Linked DNA regions of Zea mays: region 1 is linked to region 2. A link is a contact called in public Hi-C data. All regions are on one chromosome and are shown on one strand. Each heading gives the region's core, a stretch centred on a gene start, on an enhancer-like site or on the middle of the called end of the contact. The rest is flanking DNA. Distances are from core to core; before and after follow the strand shown.

The links. A called contact is a pair of places that touch in the nucleus more often than the background predicts.
Region 1: a contact with region 2 is called in a Hi-C map of tassel, with 3 times the contacts expected there. The contact joins the promoter of LOC100279325 here to the promoter of LOC542032 in region 2. A contact is called at or near these places in 16 of 25 Hi-C or Micro-C datasets (bundle sheath, leaf, leaf mesophyll and 4 more).

Annotation. Positions count from the first base shown.
Region 1 is chr5:7,554,582-7,561,463 of Zm-B73-REFERENCE-NAM-5.0, forward strand. It overlaps LOC100279325 (meiotic recombination protein SPO11), which reads right to left and starts at 3,670. Exons shown (of 15, transcript NM_001360965.1): 1 at 3,552-3,670; 2 at 3,349-3,460; 3 at 3,143-3,219; 4 at 2,969-3,070; 5 at 2,811-2,884; 6 at 2,609-2,625; 7 at 1,972-2,041; 8 at 1,842-1,878; 9 at 941-988; 10 at 815-873; 11 at 704-735; 12 at 518-623; 13 at 11-131. The coding sequence starts at 3,657. LOC100192976 (phytochromeC2) reads right to left here. Exons shown (of 4, transcript NM_001138150.1): 1 at 6,434-6,882; 2 at 5,517-6,333; 3 at 4,937-5,230; 4 at 4,093-4,330. The coding sequence ends at 4,093.
Region 2 is chr5:7,418,746-7,425,263 of Zm-B73-REFERENCE-NAM-5.0, forward strand. LOC542032 (m15 protein) reads left to right here and starts at 3,212. Exons shown (of 8, transcript NM_001111677.2): 1 at 3,212-3,821. The coding sequence starts at 3,637.

The DNA of each region.
Region 1 (6,882 bases), core at 2,420-4,919, 140 kb after region 2:
GTTTATTCACCTTCAGGTGACAAACGAAGTAGGCAGCAGTCTGGAAGGCAATATTCTTCAAAATCAGATGTGAAAACTCCAAGCCACCGTATATCAGGGACACGCAACAAGTTTGCATCATGTGCCAATTGCTTGAAGAATGAAATTACGCAAGTAGCAGAGGTTGGTAAGTTAACACAAGTAAATATGTCATAATCTTGGGTTTCAAAGAGCAAAAAGAAATATTTTGGTCATGCTTGTGATAAGATGAGCAAAACGAGCATAATCATGTTTATTTTGAGGGGAAAAATGAACTGCTCTAATACACAGCCTTATTGCTAACGGGACTTCATAAAGTAATAGAACTTTCAAATGCAAAGAGGCCAGACAAGCTGTTGATTTAGGACGAAAGGTGCAGTATATGATCATGTCCATGGATTCGTTACCTGCAATTTTAACCTGTGAATCTGCTAAGGAAGTTAAGTTCATAGACAATAGATATAGATGAGCATAGCAGCATCAGATAAATCATGCCTACCAAGGAACCAAATTTATAGGTAGCCAGAATGTCGAAACCATAAGGATCTGAGTCCACTAAGCAATAAGCAGGCAGATGCAGCAGTTCAACAAGGTACCGCAGGAATCTAGGATGGAAAAAGAATGTAAAATTGGGATAGCGGTTGAGAAATATGCAAGAGGAACTTAATGAATAAAGAGCACATGCCTTCTTGTTGGAATATCTGGATAGCCTCTTCCCTGGGTTGACAATGCAATATCATGAAACTAGAGAAAAAATTATGAAAATTGATAACATCGGGTGAGAGTTGTTACTTACTGTAATAACAATGCAGCGATTTCTTTCACAGAACTTGTCATTGGCCAAACGCTGGAACACTGCAAAGGGACTACTGAAGCATATTGTACAAAGAGCGGAAATTATTAAATGCAAAAAAAAAAAGACCTGTCTCCTTCTCAACCACAAGTATGTAGTGGGCAACACTAACAACATCTGCAAGAGAAGAAAGAATAAGACAACTTCAGCTCACTATAATGCAATTCAGGGTATCAAGGGAGGAAATCAAAAGCTTTGCTATAGAGGTGTACTGGTGTAGGCACGTCTAAATCCGAGTTGTTAAACAACCATATAATATCTCAATTACAAAATTTGACTGGAAAAGATAAAAGGTACTCCCGATGTTTCAAATAATTCTTCACTTTAGCATTGTCCTAAGTCAAACTTCTCTAACTTTGATCAAGTTTTAGAACAATATATTATCACCTAGAAGTTCAATAAATGCATTATCAAAAGAGGACATATCTGGTGCATATGGTGCACATATTAAATCACCACCACTTATTTTATATCTAACGTCTTTAGTTGATCATTCAATTTACAAATAATACCTTCCATCACTACACACCACCACGTTGGAGGGTGTCCTTAGCAAAATATACCAAACAACTAGAGACGTTAGATCTAAATTGAGTGGTGATGATTTAATATGTGCACCATGTGCACCAATCTTTCATGTGCACCGGATATCTTCTCTTATCAAAACATATAACTAAAGTGAAGTTAGAGAGGTTTGATTTGGGACAAAGCTAGAGTGAAGTAGTAAACTATAACTTGGAAGAGGGGGAGTAGTTATTTAATTCAGAATGTAAGATTATGAATTTCTTTTAAAAAAAGAAACAAAAAATTGAAGATCTATGGTACCATTTAAGAGCAAAAAATGATCAGTGACTTTTTGCCCAGTGTGCTTCAAAACATCAAGGAAAGAGTTGATTTTTCACTACCCCCTCCCTTCTACACATTTCACAAAAGCACAAAGGGGTTGTGTTCCTAAAGTTGATGGAAAAACCTTTGATTGCCTCAATGTCAACAGGAATGGAGAAAGCCTGAATATACAGAAGGTAAAGCAAACAAATTAAATGAAATCTTATCAATAGACCAGTTAGCAAAATTAGGGGGCAGAGAACATAAAAGCTTACAGCATTGACGCTTGTTATACAATACACTTTCTTTTCGCCCTCCATAAATCTTATCCAGCCCATCACCAAACTAGGATAATGAAGGGAATAGACATGTGCACACAATTAAACAACTGAATAAATAACAAATAGTTCTATGAATATAACATCGCAAACCTAGCAAAAACAATGCAAGTAACAGCAAGTGTAATACGGAAATCATATAGAATTTCCAAATTCCTATAGTGAATTTAGTTAACACTTATGCTATATTGATTTTTTATTCAGATAAACCAAAGAGAACTCTTCATGAATTCAGACATGTTCTGTATCAAAAAAAATATATCTCAAAGTTGTGAACTGACACTGGGAAGAACAACAGATCCATCATGGCATCATTTCTTCCTCCTCTTCATATGCATAAACCTATACGGCTAAGACTACATTGAAAGAACGGTATCCCAGGTTCCCAACCCCACTAGCTCATCAAACACATCCAAATCATCTTTCTTTATATAATGGTGAGAAGCACACAGGATGATTAAGGAACAAAAAAAAACGGGTTTATTTAAGTTATAAAAAAATGAAGCGTTGTAAAATAATAGAAGAATAACAAACGGACATATCTTCAGAGCTTCAACTCTATGACAGTTCATACCCTTTCACTACAGGAACCTGCAGAGAGCCAAGGGAGCACAGTATTCAGTCAGATAAAAGGTTATGAAATTAAGACAGTATGTAATAGTCATGGTGCTGCATATTAGTGAAGGAGCAAATATCGTTGATGGCACAAGTCCTTTCTACAATACACAATGGAAGCTTCAGGGAAGACAGCAGACTAGTGGCACCTATGGACCTACCACGTTGAGATTGTGCCGGCTGCACTTGAAGAGTATGCAGATATCGTTGATGGCACGGTCAACAACTGCTACTTCTGCAGGGAGCCAAGATATGTGCAAATTCTAGTAATCCCGTATAATGGAATGAGGAGCAAACATTGCACCTACTGAGCACAGACCTACGAAGATGGAGGGGTACATGTAGTAGATGTCCCTCTTGGAGCAGTGCTTGTTCTGCTGCAGGAGCTGCTGCACCACGAACAGCACCCTCAGGAGCACATCTACGCATGAACAACGCATCAGAAAGTAATTAGTGTGATCACATAAATGCAAAGATTTAGATGTATTCGTACTGAGGCGGGAGGTGTGGTAGTCCTTGTGGAGCAGAGAGAGGACGTCCGTGCCGACGGGGATGTCGTAGCTGCAGGCACTGCAATCACGCACGAGCGCGCGCCCAGGGTCTACGGATGTCACACATTTGGGTGAAAATTGTTCGAGGGATGTGACGGTGAATTGGTCGGGAAGGAGATGATCCCGGGAGCGGGCGCGGAAGCTAAACCATGGGGACGGGGACGCAGAGTCGGCGGAGGAGCAATAGTTCCGGTACCGGTGGAGCACTATAGACGGGGAGCGGCCGGCGGCAACCTCTTCGACGATCCAGCGCACAAGCCCTGCACCATCCCCAACCGCGCGTCAGCTCCAGACGCTACAGGAGAGAGGGAAGATTTAAGGGCAGGCGATCGAGGAGATGAGTAACAAAACCTTTGATCCTGCGGAGGAGGAGCGCCGCTTCCTCCAGCCTCCGCCGCAACTGCTGCTCGTCGCCTTCGAGCGGCGCCGCTCGTCGCCTCTTATCCCTCCCCGCCATGGCGCTAGTTTTTTATTTTGATTTTTTCGAAGCCGCCATGGAGCTAATCAGCTAATCGATCGCGAAGAAACAGAATTAGGCTTAGTGGGCTCCGTTGGACTGCGTGGGCCTTCAAGAGCCCAACAACGAAGCCACCCTTCTCAAGAGGCGTAAATTGCCCTCAAGAAGAGAATACATAGACAAAGCATGGAGCCCATTCTTTATTCTCTGAATAAATTATCACTTTATCAGTATATATAGTCCTCTCAAGACAAAAAATTAACAAGAGACTAAGCACATATCTACTAAGATATAATTACTAGGATTAGGATTCCTCTTCTCCTATACTAGAAGTCCGTATGTTTTTCAGAATATCAGTCACTTGGCCAGAGGTACACCCTACACCCGAGAATTTGACACGGCCGAACCGTCACTGCAGTTCCAGGAGCATCAGTGTCAGAATTTACTTGGCGAAGGCTTGGACCGCTTGCTGCTGAGCTGGGCGACCGGGAACTCTATCAGGATGATGAACGAAGAGGTGTCGGCTTCTCGTAGGTACTGCAACGTGCCGCTCATCGTTTTCACCAGCTTCTGGCTTATGTACAGGCCGAGACCCTCCCTGGACACCCCTGGGTTGTGCTGGAACATCTCCTGTATCAGGGCCTCTGGAACGCCTGGAGCTGGATGGACAATCCTGCACATTGAGTCAATCAGTTACACAGCTCCCATCACCACCAATACTCGCATTCGCCACATTGCAGTGTATATAGAATGGCAGGGATAGCGCCAATTTTACACAGGGATCATTTCCATTGTTTCAAACTGCAAAGTGTAACTACATGCCTGAAGTGACATGTATCACTGCATCTTGGCTGGTGCAGTGACCAGGATAGATTCGACTCCTCGTGGGAGCGAATTTTAAGCTGAGTAAGCAGAGGTCTAAGGACCGGTCCCGGTCGTTCTCACATGGGCTATAATATCACTTTGTATGGATGTGACAGGGGTTCAGGGTTTTCTTGACCTACGTGAGAAGGTCGAATTTTTTTTAGGAGTTAAGATGTTCAGAAGTGAATTTGCTAGCATTAGGTCTTATCTGTTCCTTGTCAACATACAATCCTTTTCGTGGATTATAACTAACACAATTAGGAGCACTGCGAAAGTTATTTACAAGAGACAAATGTTGGAGTTGTGCTGAGTTAATAGAAACTAGATGTACAATTTAGTAGTTCACTTATTTGTCAAATCATCCTTTCAGTTCAAGAACAGCTATCGAAAGACCAAGATGAGAGTGCCGTATTACCTGAATTCCAAATGAGCAATCTGCATGCCAGACCCAATGTTTTCCTTCTTGGGAATGACCTGGAGCACGATATGTCCTTCAGCTGGTTGTGTGAATTGAAGGGCGCAAGCCAGATAATCTGCTAGGACCTGCTGAAGCCTTATATTGTCCCCGTAAATGTACATGTGTGACACTTCCACAGGCCAATCACGTTCAATAGAAATACGTTTTTCCTTGCCCAAAGGAATGCCTTGCATCAGGACCGTATTCAGAGCTTCCTCAAGGTTGAACTCTACTGTGTTCGTCTCCATATAGCTGTAACAGCAAGAATTTGTTTACCAATAGTTTAAAAAAATTGCCATGCATGTATAACTGAACTGGTCAGCCTTTTCATATGTATACATCTTTAGCACTACAAAGCATTAGTACAATGAACAAAAAATTCATGTCTGAGCAATTCTAATCATGTGAATATGAAAGCAAGTATATATCTTTATGTATAGTGTATGCTGTTTATAGATCCCTTCTAGAACTGCCACAAAAACGACACAAATAATTAAATCAACATTGCTACAGATGATTCGGACAATACAGAACTTACCACTGTTCAATGCTTTCAAGATCAGTGTCATGTAAAATCTTTTTCAGCTGGTCCTGACACAGAACATTAGATGAAACAAGTTGCCGCTGATCCTCTGTCAATTCGGAAGGCTTCAATAAGTTATAAGTAAATTGCATGCCATTGAGTGGGTTCCTTAATTCTTGACGAATGTAAGTTAATTCTTTAAAGCTGTTTGTAGCAGCTTGTTCAGACATTTTCTGGACCTCAAGAGCATGCTGAAGCTCTGGGCTAGCCACATGCAGAAAGCAAAGAGCGCCAGTGATTTTACCCTCAGCATTTGTTCTCTTGTTCACTGTCAGCAAGGATTCAATATACTTCCCACCTGTGCCGAAGAAACCAAACAGGAGCTTCTCTGGATCCTGACCAGAAATCACTGCATTCATCAGTATGCTAAGTTTCGTTAGAGTAGCATGATCTTTCACCCTACAGCCATAATCATGGAGCGTGAAGACCTCCCCAATTAACAACTTATTTATCGCGTCTTCCCTCTTCATACCAGTAATCTTCTGCATAGCTTTATTCCACTCTAAGCAGGAACCAAGATCATTGATCATAAATATGGGAGGGATGAGCTCACTGGGGTTCTTTATTATGGCAACATAGTCTCCTTGTATCCTAGTATACTTATCCATAATCATCTTCTGCCTGGTCAAATCTTGTGCTACAAAGCAAACTCCAATGACTTTCTCTGAAAGATCCCGACTACAGCAGGAGTTAATCATCAAGATAACTGGACCACAACACTCCTGTTCATGGAATGTTTTAAGCTTGATTTCCAGATTTTGCTCTTCAATTCCTGAAACACAAGGAGACACTAAGCTGTCATAGAAAAAAATGGACACGTTCAGATTAAGCTGGGAACCACAAAAAGATCGACTGAAAGCATAGTGACAAACCTTGTAAAGCTGAGTCCAAAATCTGCTTAACCACTTCAACAGAATCAGCAACAACAAGATCTATCAGAGGCCTCCCTATGGCTTCCATTACAGGTAACCCTGTTAGTTCTGCAGCTTTTTTGTTCCATCCATTTATGTTACCGGCAATGTCAACAGCCAAGACAGGGGCAGTTGCTGTCTCAATTAAGCGGACCATCTCGTTTGTAACTGTTCTTAGTTCAAGTAGCCCCTGTAACTTCTTCATATCATCAGATGGAGCTTTTACAATGGACCTGATGTTGTTTCTGTTGGCATCTTCACCTTGCAGGGAGTCACGTAATATTAACTGCAAAGAATGGATAGCATCCATTTCAACATCCTCCCAGGGAACACTTCTCCATTTAACCACCTCCAAGAAGGCCTTGAATGAAGATCGTGGATGCATCTTCCTGCCATTGTCATCTGCGTCA
Region 2 (6,518 bases), core at 1,962-4,461:
CTCCCCTTCCCCGTTTTGCCCAAACATTTATGTCCCGTCGTGCCCTGCTCCCGTCCCGGAGACGCACGCCCCATCCCCCCCCCCCCCACCCCCCCCCCCCCCCCCCCCCGCCGCAGCTTTCATCACGTGCACGGCGCACGGCGCGTTTAAAAAAAGCAACAAAAACGACCAGCCGCACGCTCCAAAGTCCAAACGACCTGAAATATCCCATGCTTGGGCATGTGCACCACACTCTGCAAAATTAGAAATGATAAAGGACCTTCTACTGTTTCTAGGCTTTGATCCGACTTGTTTGTTTTCATACCTCATCTTTATTACAATCTTGTTACAAACCAAACACTTCCCGAATTCTGTATTGGATTTGGAGCCAGAATATCACAGAGTCTATGTATTGTTCCGCATTTGATTCCGAAAGGTTTGTCCATCCTTCAGTATGTGCTGATGATACGGTGGTTTTTTTGGACCACAATCTTGAGCATGCTCGGAATATCAAACTTCTTTTTACTCTTTTTGAGAAAATATCCGGACAAAAAATAAACTTCCACAAAAGTAAGTTATTTTGTTACGAGTTGCCTAAGGCATATGAATTGCAATACTCACATTTATTTGGTTGTGGAATTTGGACAATGCCGTTCAAATACCTTAGAATTCATCTGACTCATCGAACATTGAGAAATAGTGACTAGCATGGTGTTGTAGACCAGTTCAAAAAGAGGCTTAGTACATGGAAGACCAAATTTCTATCTTCAGGAGGATGACTGGTATTACTTAATTCTCTGTTAAGTAGTTTGACTATCTTTATAATGTCTTTCTTTGATATTCCGACGGACATCTTGAAGAAGCTGGTTGCTACTCGGTCCAGATTCTTTTTGCAGGGAGGAAGCTGTAAAATGAAGTATAGGCTGCCTAGGTGGCACATTGTTTGTCAACCCAAATCGATAGGAGGTTTAGGTGTCTCTAATCTGGCAGTAAAAAATATTTTCTTAATCAACAAATGGCTCTACAAATTACTCAATGAGGATAGGATGTGGCAACAGATACTCAAAAATAAATACCTAGAAGATAAATCCTTACTCAATTATCTAGAAGACTAGGTGATTCACACTTCTGGTCAGGTCTAATAAATATTAAGTATCAATTCCTTAGATGGGGTCACTTTCAAGTGAGGGATGGTCAAGCTATCAGAATCTGGAACGATAAATGGTTAACCAGTCTACCTCTTAGTGAGAAATTCACGAACCTTTTTAATACAATCCGTAACAAATTGGCCTTGGTTATAAACATTTTTTCAGATACGAAACTTAATTTATCTTTTTTCGAACAATTATGGGAATTAAATTAGTGGAATGGCACAACATGTTAAGCTTGCTAGCTACAGCTATTTTGAATCCGTCTAGGGACAAATTTGTTTGGGACGACCATAAGAATGGATTTTCTCAGAACAATCTATGTAGCATTTTTTGATGAATTATCCCAACAACAATCGAAATAAGATGATTTGGAAACTTAAGCTCCCCTTGAAAATAAAAGGTTTTTTATGGAATTTATGTCGGGGAGCGATCCTCACTAAAGATAATTTAGAAAGAAGGCGATGCCAAGTTAGCATAACTTGTAGCTTTTGCAACTAAAATGGGAGTATACACCACCTATTTTTTATTGATATAATGCCAAAAGCATATGGAGAAAAAATACTTTACATTAAAAATAGGTATGCTCGTTAGCATTAATCATATTATCGGGTCTTGGAAAAGTAATAGTGGTTTGGTATAAAAAATATTACTCACTAGAATATCAGCCTTATTTTGGTCTATTTGGCTCACTCGAAATGAGATGGCTTTTAATCATAAACCAATTCCATCATTTATGCAGGTCGTTGTCAGAGGTACTCACTGCTTCATATTCTAGAGGCTTCTATAGAAGGATGAAACACATCAATAAATCCCCAATGTGTGTTGAGCTTTGGAAGTGGTGGCGATGGAAGTCCTTGAGAATCATGGATGGCGCACAAATGCAAAAAATGAGGATGGCTAGTGTTATCCATGGCCACATTATTTTGTTTGTTTGAGTTAGTTTCATTATTCAAGCAACAGTCCATTGATGCAATAATTGACATATAACAGTTGTACACATTATCTTGCTAAAACCGGAACTATTGTTTCCAGTATCAAAAAAATATAACCTGATAATGAATTTTCCATTGGATTTTATGCAATATCCAGATTCTCAAGATCTCTTGGGAACCAAACGCCGCCAAAAATCGGTTCCACAAACGAATTCGATAAAGCAAGTGACAACAACGATTTCAGTGAGATTTTTTTTAAAATACACTACTCTACTCCAGGAATGACTAGGACAACATAGATAGATAGTGAAGGGAAAAATAGTGGCTGCCCTTGCCAACATCTTTTGGTTATGATAGCAAGTGTAATAAGGTGATGTAGATGGACTACATGAGACGCCACGTCAGATTTAAAAATGTGGAACAAAGAGAAGTGGAGAAAAAAATTGGGTTGCTCGCTAGTAGCCAACTGAGAGTGGGTTGGACACGGACTCCAAAGACTCCCTGTTAGAGAGAGAGAGGGGTTGACCAAATATTAAATATACAACCGGTATCCTCGAAGAGTTATTATACAAATGATTGTCTATACGTGACATGACAACATCACAAACCAACTATAGACTACATATTACTCTATCTATACTAAAATATAATTCATTTTAACGCTAATTACATATTTATTAATTAACTTATGAATGTATTTTGTATGTATATCTACATTCATTATCTTCTATTCGAATGTAGATAGAAAAAGAGCAATAGAACTATATTTTGGGACAGAAGAAGTATTAATTAGAGAGTATTTGGTTTCTAAAGACTTAGTCCCTCAATTTTATTCTTATTCAGTCCCTAAATTGACAAATACAAAAACTGAAATTAAGTTTTAGATTTTATATTTGACAATTTTATACTATAATAAAATAGAGAGATTAAAAATTAATACCTAGAAATCAAATATACTCTTAAACTTCACTTCGTGCCAGAGGCTAGCTGCGACTAGCTGCGAGATTGGAATGGATCCGGTTTCGACCGTACGAGGAAGGACGCTGGCCCAGGCAGTGGGGCCTTGTGATGGGAGATGCGGTGGGGCCCGACGGGTCCGGCCGCGGGGCATCGGCTAATGGGAGTTCGACAACGGCAGCCTCGGAACCCATCCCGGTTTCGCGATACCCCCTCACTGCTCCAGTGCTCCCTCCTCCCCTCCCCTCCGATCAAGTCGGGGCAACGCGCATCACTCGCTTTAAATCCGCACCTCCCGGCCGGTCCCCTTATCACCTCACCTTCTCCTTTGAGTCCTCTCTCTCCGCCGCCGCAGCTAGCTGTGACGTTATGCTCTCGCCGGCGCCATAGCGCCAGCGCCTACCGTCTACAACTATCCAGCCTTAGGCTTACCTATCCCGTCAATCAAGCCTCTCGTAAGGAACAAGGAAGGTAGCTAGCTAGTTCTATAGCTGCTGTCGTCGTCGTCATCGGCGGCGGCGGCGCCTGTTCTTAGAGGATAAGGTTGTCCTAGCGGAGAGGGAGCTAGCCAGGATTTCGGTTGAGATCAAGAGGGGGAGCAGGCGGCGGCGGCGGCGATGGGGCGCGGGAAGGTGCAGCTGAAGCGGATCGAGAACAAGATCAACCGCCAGGTGACCTTCTCCAAGCGCCGCTCGGGGCTGCTCAAGAAGGCGCACGAGATCTCCGTGCTCTGCGACGCCGAGGTCGCGCTCATCATCTTCTCCACCAAAGGGAAGCTCTACGAGTATTCCACCGATTCATGGTACGTACCCTCTCGGCTCCGCTGCTTACGTTTCGGCACGGTTCCGCTGCATGCTGCACCATTTAATTTCGAAGCTGTTTGAAGCTATGGATTACGGTGCTCCGTAATTGTCTGTTCGAATTTGTTGATAGTTTTTGGGCTTTGGGTTATTGGATAGACAAACGACGAACGGCTATACAGTCTAGCTAGATAGGTGATTTTATGTTTCGCTTTCGCTGGGATGGCGTTGGTACTGCTATGTTTGGGGAAAATCTTTACTGCCATGCTAGCTGCATGTCCTAATTGCTTGACTGGGTTGACTCCTACCACGGAACGGTGATACCAATCTCGCACTCAAGCACAATTAATCAGTATGCGTACTTATTTTATATATAATACCTCATCCGTTTTTTATTTGTCGTCGTTTAATTTAAACAGACGAACAAATATTTGAGAACATAGTTAGTATTATATCTTTGTCGTGCGGGAACGACTGGGGATTACATGGAGAGTATTATCTTTTGGATTTTTCTCATTCAAGACTGGCAGCATCATTAATTATTTATTCCCACTTCCGCAGTACTCCCTCCGTCCTAGTATATAAGGCGTAACCACCTCTGGTTCAAAGACCAAGAAATACATTTAATTGTCTCTATACCACTGCATCGATATACGTATGCATAGAGAGAGCACGCATTATATTGTGGGACAAGAATAAAAAGTGGTTACGCCTTATATCCTGAGACGGAGGGAGTAATTTGCGTGAGTATTTCTTCGTCCTTCCATTTTTTTTCTTATGCCCCCTTTCCGAGTACCTGTGGCCGCACCACATGGTATAGATATATCATATATGGAGTCTTTGTCCACTGCCACAAGCAACTATGCTAGCTTGTCTTTACTCTTGACCGACGATTGACGATGCTGAACCTGAACTCCGGTAGGGCATGCTTATATCGCAAGCCCCATGCTGCACATAAGTTTGTGCGTAGACTTCGCCGTACATATCACTGCTTTGGTTGCTATGATTTTGTTGAATGAATAACATATAGACACACGGTATGCCGATCCATCCTTTCTTCTTCTTTTGTTTTTACTAAAGACACCGCGACGTCTAAAATGAAGTTTGAATTAGGCAACATAAAAACTATTAATTATATCCTCTAATTTTTACTTAGTCAAAACTTATACAATAAATAATCCATCTAAATATACAACTTGCTAAGTGTATTGCTATTGCTATCTTTATCACGAAAGAGTTATACGTGCAATCTGTATTCAATCCTATCACTAGCCTATCAAACTAAGCTAGAAATATAAAGCAAGGTACTCAACGTGGAAGTTAAAAAACAATATAGATATAAACTCTTGTTTGAAGATGCTGATATTTTTAATGAGGTACCGAAAAGCTCATATGTCCCCCTAAGGCTAATCACAATGAAGGTTTCATGTATTAATTAGCCTGCCACATCAGCTATTTGGATGACATGTCACATCATTTAAGAAGGAACATCATTTAAGAAGGAAGAGTTTCATGGAGTTTCATGGGATGAAACCATGTTAACTCGTTTCCAAGGTCTTGGAAACTGTGTGAAACCTCCACTGAGAGTGTTTTGTTTCATCTTCATATAATTGAGTAAATTTTATTGGTTATTTATATGCAGCATTTAAGAAGTATGTTGACATATAAAATAGTGAGATGAAACTCTCTATTGAGAGAAGGTGTTTCGTTCATCTATAAAATTGACGTGGCATTTTTGGAAATAGGGATATGAAATCCTCATTGTGATTAGCCTAATACTCCTTGGAGCCTCTCGTAAGAATGCTCTCCAAACTTCTGGCTGGAGCACTCCATGTGTATCCTCGCTGGAGAACTCCTTGTGTATCCTCCGAGTCTTCCTCACGTGCAAGTGGGTCTACAAGATGACCTCTCGCTCATTGTCGTCTTTATTATCGAGCTTTTAGCTAAATCGTCATGTGCCTCATTTACTCGGGTACTCCCTCCGTCCGCATGACTAGGGCGTTCTGATTTTTTTAAGACGGGTTAAGGCAGAAGTAAAATGACACATGTAACCCTGCTTCATCTTGATTAAGCATAAATTACAATAAAAGCTCATTATTACTCGGCGCCTTGACCCAAGCAGCACCACGAAGATGGCCCGCTTTGCAACGGCTTGGCTCCTCGATTCACGCCGGCCACGATAGTGCGTACAGTGTAAACGGGAACAAACAGCAGGGAAGGGGAGGCAGCAGTGGGGAAGATGAGGCGGCGGTGTGAAGTGAAGGAAAGGGTAAGGATGGAATGTTGTACGGTGCGGACAGGAGAGATGGGCTGAGTGGCGTCAAAGTGCATGGACAAATAAAATGGGCTAAAACGCCTAAGTCACGAGGACGGAGGGAGTACATGGTAGTTGTCACACCATAAACAAACACACAGTTGTTGTGGTATTACAAGACTACAAATCCTTTGGTGTACAATCATGATACGCTGAAGTATCTAATAGCACGAGGTATGCAAACCTCACTAACGTTAAAGCTAAAACTAGAGCAAGCATGGTTTAACTAGCTAGCATAAGTACTTCACAAAACAACTATATTAATCACCACGTGAATCACTAGACACCACGTACGTGGAGAGCTCTAATAGTATTTTCTTTCTGAATACATCAACAAAACCAGTGGCGGATCCAAAGGGGGGGGGGGGGGGCAAAGTAGGCCATG